2 separate regions of the Gasterosteus aculeatus genome follow, and region 2 is linked to region 1. Evidence: chromatin contacts called from public Hi-C data. All regions are on one chromosome and are shown on one strand. The core of a region is the stretch at or near the end of the contact, and the rest is flanking DNA. Distances in the headings are between cores, read along the strand shown.

The links. A called contact is a pair of places that touch in the nucleus more often than the background predicts.
Region 2: a contact with region 1 is called in a Hi-C map of skeletal muscle, with 13 times the contacts expected there. The contact joins the promoter of palm2akap2 here to the enhancer-like site in region 1. A contact is called at or near these places in 3 of 6 Hi-C or Micro-C datasets (skeletal muscle and whole body).

The regions. Positions count from the first base shown.
Region 1 is chr14:10,671,117-10,674,166 of fGasAcu3.hap1.1, forward strand. It overlaps palm2akap2 (PALM2 and AKAP2 fusion), which reads right to left. Exons shown (of 17, transcript XM_078088461.1): 10 at 1,049-1,255; 11 at 596-958; 12 at 1-94. Among protein-coding and RNA genes, the nearest start is that of slc46a2, 7.7 kb to the left of the region's middle. Within about 2 kb of position 1,780, at least 1 of the 9 cell types and tissues checked has open chromatin away from gene starts, as enhancers often do.
Region 2 is chr14:10,721,187-10,724,204 of fGasAcu3.hap1.1, forward strand. It overlaps palm2akap2 (PALM2 and AKAP2 fusion), which reads right to left and starts at 1,505. Exons shown (of 17, transcript XM_078088461.1): 1 at 1,364-1,505. The coding sequence starts at 1,407.

The DNA.
Region 1 (3,050 bases), core at 530-3,029:
GAGGGGGGTTCCACCAGCGATGAGCGATCCCAGGGTTTTTCTTCACTGCCTGGTCCTTGATCAGCTCCTGACGCTCTCGCTCTAGCTCCTGAACCTGGGAAAGCAGGCGAGGGGAAGACAAAAAGAGTAGTCCAATCACTCACCATTAGCCGTGAGCTTCTGATTTGATCGTGTATGCTGACACAGACGTGTGTGGATATTTAAGAGTCAGGCCTGTCAGTACAGTGCAATGAGTTTAAGGCCTAGTGGCAGTTAAACATCTTCTGCTAACAGCTAACTTATGGTTCAGCTTTTAGGCAGTTTCTGTTTACTAAATAGATACTTGATACTATAAATCTTTCATTTGAAGCTTGTTTTTTTCGCAGTTTAGATTTGGTGACAAAGGGCAATAATAAGTGCCTGACTTTAAATGTAGTGTTTGGATTAAAAAATATACTCAAATGTATACTAGCTCACACTGTTCATTTGGTGAGACCACTTAAGATAAGATGCTGTAATGTCTTGGCATTCACCAGCCTTCCTCAGGACTCTTATTTCTAACCCTTTTGTTTCCCCACAACACATACAGATACACATAATCCGCTCAGCCGCTCACCTCCCCCGACGGTCGTCTCCGCGTCACCCTGACCTCCTGCTCCTCTCCCGGGACGAAGAGCTTCGCCGGCCGCCGCTCCTCCTGGAACGCTCTGAGCTCAAACTTGGCCCTGCCGCTCCCTGACTCCTCCCCCTGACCGTGGCCGTTGGTCCTCGGGGCGAAGTCGTCCCGGTGGACGAACGTGGTCTGTCCCCGCCCCTCCACGGCGATCGACTGGGGATCGACGGGAGAGGAGGCGGACACGCTGACGGCGGGGGAGCCCCTGTTGACGGCGATCGGCCCGGTGTGTTCTGAGGGGGGAGAGATTCCGTTGGTGGGAGTTTCTGAGGCGGCGTCTAAGACCTGGTCCAAGTAGCGGATCTCCTGTGGACAGAGACAAGTGATGCATTATGATGATAGTCAAACTCCTCCTGCTGTAAAACGATAAAGGATATTAAGATACTTCATGCGTACCTGCACCCCGTCGCCGTCAGGAGGCGCTGCATTGTGAGCGCGGTTTCTGGGGCCGCTGAGGCAGCCATGTTGGATCTGCTGGCTCTCCACTTCCATGCTCGCAGGCCCGTCAGTGATAACGCTGACCGATTCCTGGAAACTGACGCTCTTCAAGGCCCGCTCTCTTGGCGCGGCGTCACTGACATCATCGACGGCCCGCCACAACTTCTGGAAACGAGAGCAGTGAGAGATGTGAACCTGTTTTAAAAACACGTCGCGCACATGGACGAGCCGGTCTGCATTGCAGTAGTAGTGTGTTGAGTTTATAGGAAACCAATGAAGCAGCAGCAGGAGTGCGCTGCGACTTGCTTCCACCACCAGAGGGCGCCGACTCCTTCTCTGCTGTCCGAACAAACACAAGACGACTTTTTATTCAACGGAAAATGATTCTATTTGGGATCAAATAACCTCACAAGCGTGAATCGGTGAGCTGAATACCTGGCATACGTAGGATCCTACAGGGGGAAAAGAGGTGAGAGGCATCCTGAGCTTCAACAGCTGCAGGTGGAAATGCCGAAACATTTTGTTGGATTAAAATGTTTTTTGACTGTTCGAATGGGATACAAAATAACATAGACATTAAATCACTGATGGCCTGTGGTGGACATTTCACTCTGAGTAAAGGACACACCGGTGGACACAAGTGCATCCTAGGATCAAATCTGTGACCTTCTGCTTTTGTGAACCATCCATCTGACACATTCCACACCCACAGATAGCAAGGAGCTACATTTACCCACTCCCACCAACACACACTCTACCGGCTTCCTGTTTCACCGCCTCGGGCCGAGTATCTTCCACGAGGGGTTGCTGACCCCTGTCTTTATAACACGTGAGAGAATGTGTGTGTGTGTGTGTGTGTATGGGGGGGTGGGATTTATTGAGGACCACTTGAGGAGTGAACTGCACATAGGCTCATGAGGAGGAGGTGTTTGCTTTGGTCCCACTCGTACACTTAACAACTCATTAAAAGATGTTCTCAGACAATCCCGCCCAGGTGAACCCTCCGCACGAGGCGTTCCTGCAGGAATCAGCGGGACATTTTGCTCAGAAAGTGGGCAGTCATGCTTCAAAGCCGGATCATTTTCTTTCCTTCGACTACTATTCTCTCCCGTTGAACTTCTTGGTCTTAATTCTCTCTGAATCCCCTCGGCTGCTCTTTTGCGTCCTCTCCTGCGTCTGCTTTTCCTCCCTCGGACTGTTGGACTGGACTCACACGGGGTGGGGGGGGGGGCGGGATAAAAAAAGCCTTGTCTTGTCTACACTGAAGGAACCCTCTACTCTCGGTTGTCTCTCCCCCGCACACTCCTGTGATAACCTCTATTGTTTCTGTTTGTACCGGTCCGGCTGACTCATGCTTCCACTCTCTCATGAAGGGTGTGAAAGTCAGAATAACACAATCTCTTCAAAGACGGCCTCCCACATCTACAAGTCTACCAGTGATACGATGTATGGACTACTTTTATTACTCTGCATGGAAAGGGAGAAAATAAACCGATGCAGTTATTCTCTAATCTAATACATCATCTGTGTAACGATGTGTGTGCAGCGATGCTATCAGTTCTGTGAAGCTGTACTTATGTTATGGGAATGTTATTATCAATATGTGACAAAGCTAAGCTTTAGAAATGAAAACTTTACTAGCCCTTGACAGAAAAGTACAGTTAGCCATTAGTCACTTTGTCAACTTTATTCTTTGTTTAGCCGCACTATGATTGACACTGACCTGTATTGAAGTTTTAAAGACGTTTAAAGTTCCCTTTTCATCTCGGAGCTCTTAGTTTTCTTCACACTCTCACACACTCAAATGATTTTTCACCCAGTTAATGATGTTAGCGACCATGTGACGACCAGATGTCACTTGTGTTTACACACATTCACAGACTAGAGCCTCGGCCCTCTTACGTTCGATCCATTGTTTGCTGCGTGTGTGTGTGTGTGTGTGTGCTTGCGCGGGCAGGAA
Region 2 (3,018 bases), core at 255-2,754, 50 kb after region 1:
CAGACTGTCATCCGGGGTCTCGCCCTCTTTCACCGACCTTGACACCTGCCCTGGTTTAGGTCATATCCAGCGTCACTAGACAAATGACTTCCATTTCTGTGGTAAAGACACCAACAGAGAGCTTGTATCCGCTTGTTTGGCCAGTCAGCGGGAAACCCTAAATTAAAATGTAACTGAACAGTGTAATGACGGACTAGCTAAGCAGCACACACGCTGCTAATCGCTCGCCTAGCAAGGCTGCAAACAGCATGCAACTATCTCTTAAAGCAGCAGGAAAATGGGACTTCTTTCCTCTGAAAGGCCATCGCTCACATGTAGGGTTACATTACATTATTCCGTTTGGCCAGTACGGCTATGCTATTTCATTAGGATATCTTGGGTTGTCACATAATATTCATAAAATACACAACGGTCATTTTTTCTCTTTCTATTGTTTTCCCTTTGGGCCTTTGAGTAATGACAAGTCCTTGTCTGGAAATGTCAGATTGCTTTGGAAATCTGCTGATTTTGTTCTTTTGGGACACGTCATCAAAGACTTGACAGTCAGCATCAGACGGGGTTTGAACAGCAACATTTCCACCAGAGTTCCATGATAGCCAGTGTTTTCTTGCTTCACGTCTTGCTGTTATTCTGTCCCCATAAGCCACAAATGCGAACGCAGGTTCGGTTGGTGTGTCTGCTGTCCTGATTAAAAGACAGATGAAATGCCAGTAAGTGAGTTTTGATTTCATTTTCATTCTTCAATGCATGGGCACTCGTTTCTATAACAGTAGAGACGCACGACGATCCCACACACACACGCATTCAAACACAGACACACAGGAAGAACCATTCTGCCGCATGGCGGACTGTGCTAGAACACAGCGACCGGCTATGCTGAAAACCGCCACTCTCGCACACACACACACACACGCACGCATGCACACACACACACGCACACTCCATAACGTAGAATGGTGTTAACATCAGGCACGGTAGGATGTGAATGAAGAAGGTCTGCAAGAGGACACCGAGAGAAGGTGGTGGAAAGATGAAACGTCACGCGGGACGAGTAAAGCCCAGGAGGGCTGATGTGTGTGGGGAGGTCTGCAGAGGGAGGGAGAGGGTGACTGAAAGAAAAGAGAGGGAGGGAGGGAGGGAGGAGTGCACACGATGTACGGCGGGTCCCCTCGCCAGTCATGACTGAGCAGCAGCCTCACCATGACGGAGCTCCCGTTCCCATGGCAACCCAGCCCTGTCAGATGGAGGGGAGCGAGAGGTGGAGGGATGCAGGCGAGGCGAGGATGGAGATGGAGGCAGAGATGGATAAGAAATAATAATGAATATTTCAAAAGGGGAAGGAAGAGAACATGCCACTACTTACGGGGCCGTTGCCGTGCCGTTCCTCTGCAAAGGTGTGTCTGCCATGGCTGCAGCGCCCCTCGGCTCGCCTTCCCCTCTTCCTCCTCGCCTTCTGCTCCGCTGTCCTCTCGCACAGAGTTGTGTCCACTTCTTCTCCTCCCTCCCTCCCTCCCTCCCTTTCCTCCGCCTTTCTCCCTTCTTTCCTCCTGCCTTTTTCAGTGGGTTTGTCTCTGCAGAATCTGTCAGAGCAGCTGCTGCCGCCGCCGCTCCTGCGTCGACCTGCACTGCCGGCAGGAGGCGATGGGATGAGAGTGTGTGCGTGTCCGTGTGCGTGTGTGTGTGCGTGTGTGTGCGTGTGTGTGTGTGAGAGAGAACACAAGAGAGAAGCACTGGTGTATTAATGTCCAGGTGATGATGTTAACGAGAGAGACAAAGGGATGAGGGATTTGCAGGTGAGGAGAGTGAGGTCGTGTGTGACGGAGATGAGAGAGGGAAGGAGGAGGATAGGACGCCAAAGAGAGGGAGACGGAGAGGAATAGAGCCTTGGGGGAGTCTCGGTATAATAAAGGAGTGGCCAACACGCCTCGTCCCTGCTGCTACCCTGAGAACCTTTCCCCTGCGAGAGTGGAGAGGGATTCATTTAAAGAGGCAGATGGGAAACTCAGAAACCACTCCATCATTATAAAAAAAAAAAAAGCGATGTCCTACAACTTTAAACGGGACAGCGAGGAATGGACGCCTGTATGGCTGATGGTCGACTGAATGGACGGGATTTACAAGAAGTCTGCCAGTCATTGTTTGATTTATTTCCACACAATCTAAACAAAAAGTAGAGTCCCTTTCCCAATCCTGGTTTGACCGTGACTACACCGCACGTCACCACGGACATTCAGCATCTCGTGGAGCAGCGCACTCCGGGACTCAAATCCTCCAGATGGAGTTGGAGTTGTCATGTTGATGGCCAACCTTCACGAGTTTTGCAGCTGGATGTAGACAAATCTGCACGGATAATCTCCTCAAGGGAGATTTGCATTCTAAGCGTGCATTCTGCATTCTAACTGCTGAATGATGATCTGTCTTTTTACAGACTGGCGTGTCCAAAATATTTGACCATGACCGGATATTCTGTGTTACAACATGATAATCCGTCTGAAATACTGCGTTCCCGGCTGCATTTTAAGCGGCCTGGTGACATGAGTGCTCGTCAACAAACGGGCCATGGCGAAGTTAAGTCAGGTGGCATCGAAGAAGACCGCCATTTACACGTGCCATAACCACTAGTGAAACCGCACAAAGGACGTAAGGGGAGCAGTCTGAAAAACATGCAAGTAGGAGGTGGACGGACAAAGGGGAACAGCTGTCACATGTCACACATATGGATATATGATATCATAAACGGCCGCAGCAGTTGGGTAGACGGCACCGTGTTTAGACTGTCGGACGCGGCCCATGCCGGACGAAGACAACAATCCAGCTGCCAGCTGCCAGCGTGGTACAGGGAGAAACCGTTTAGTCTGGATCCTAACACGAACGAGAAGCTCGGCAGACTTTTTATTGGTCTATAAACTTAGTGCTTAGCAGCAGTGCCTGGAGTGAAAACAGAGACCAAGGTTCTTCTTTCTCGCCTTGCCGGCCCGTGTTTGATATTGCTATTCGGTCTTTCTTCTATCTCGCCTG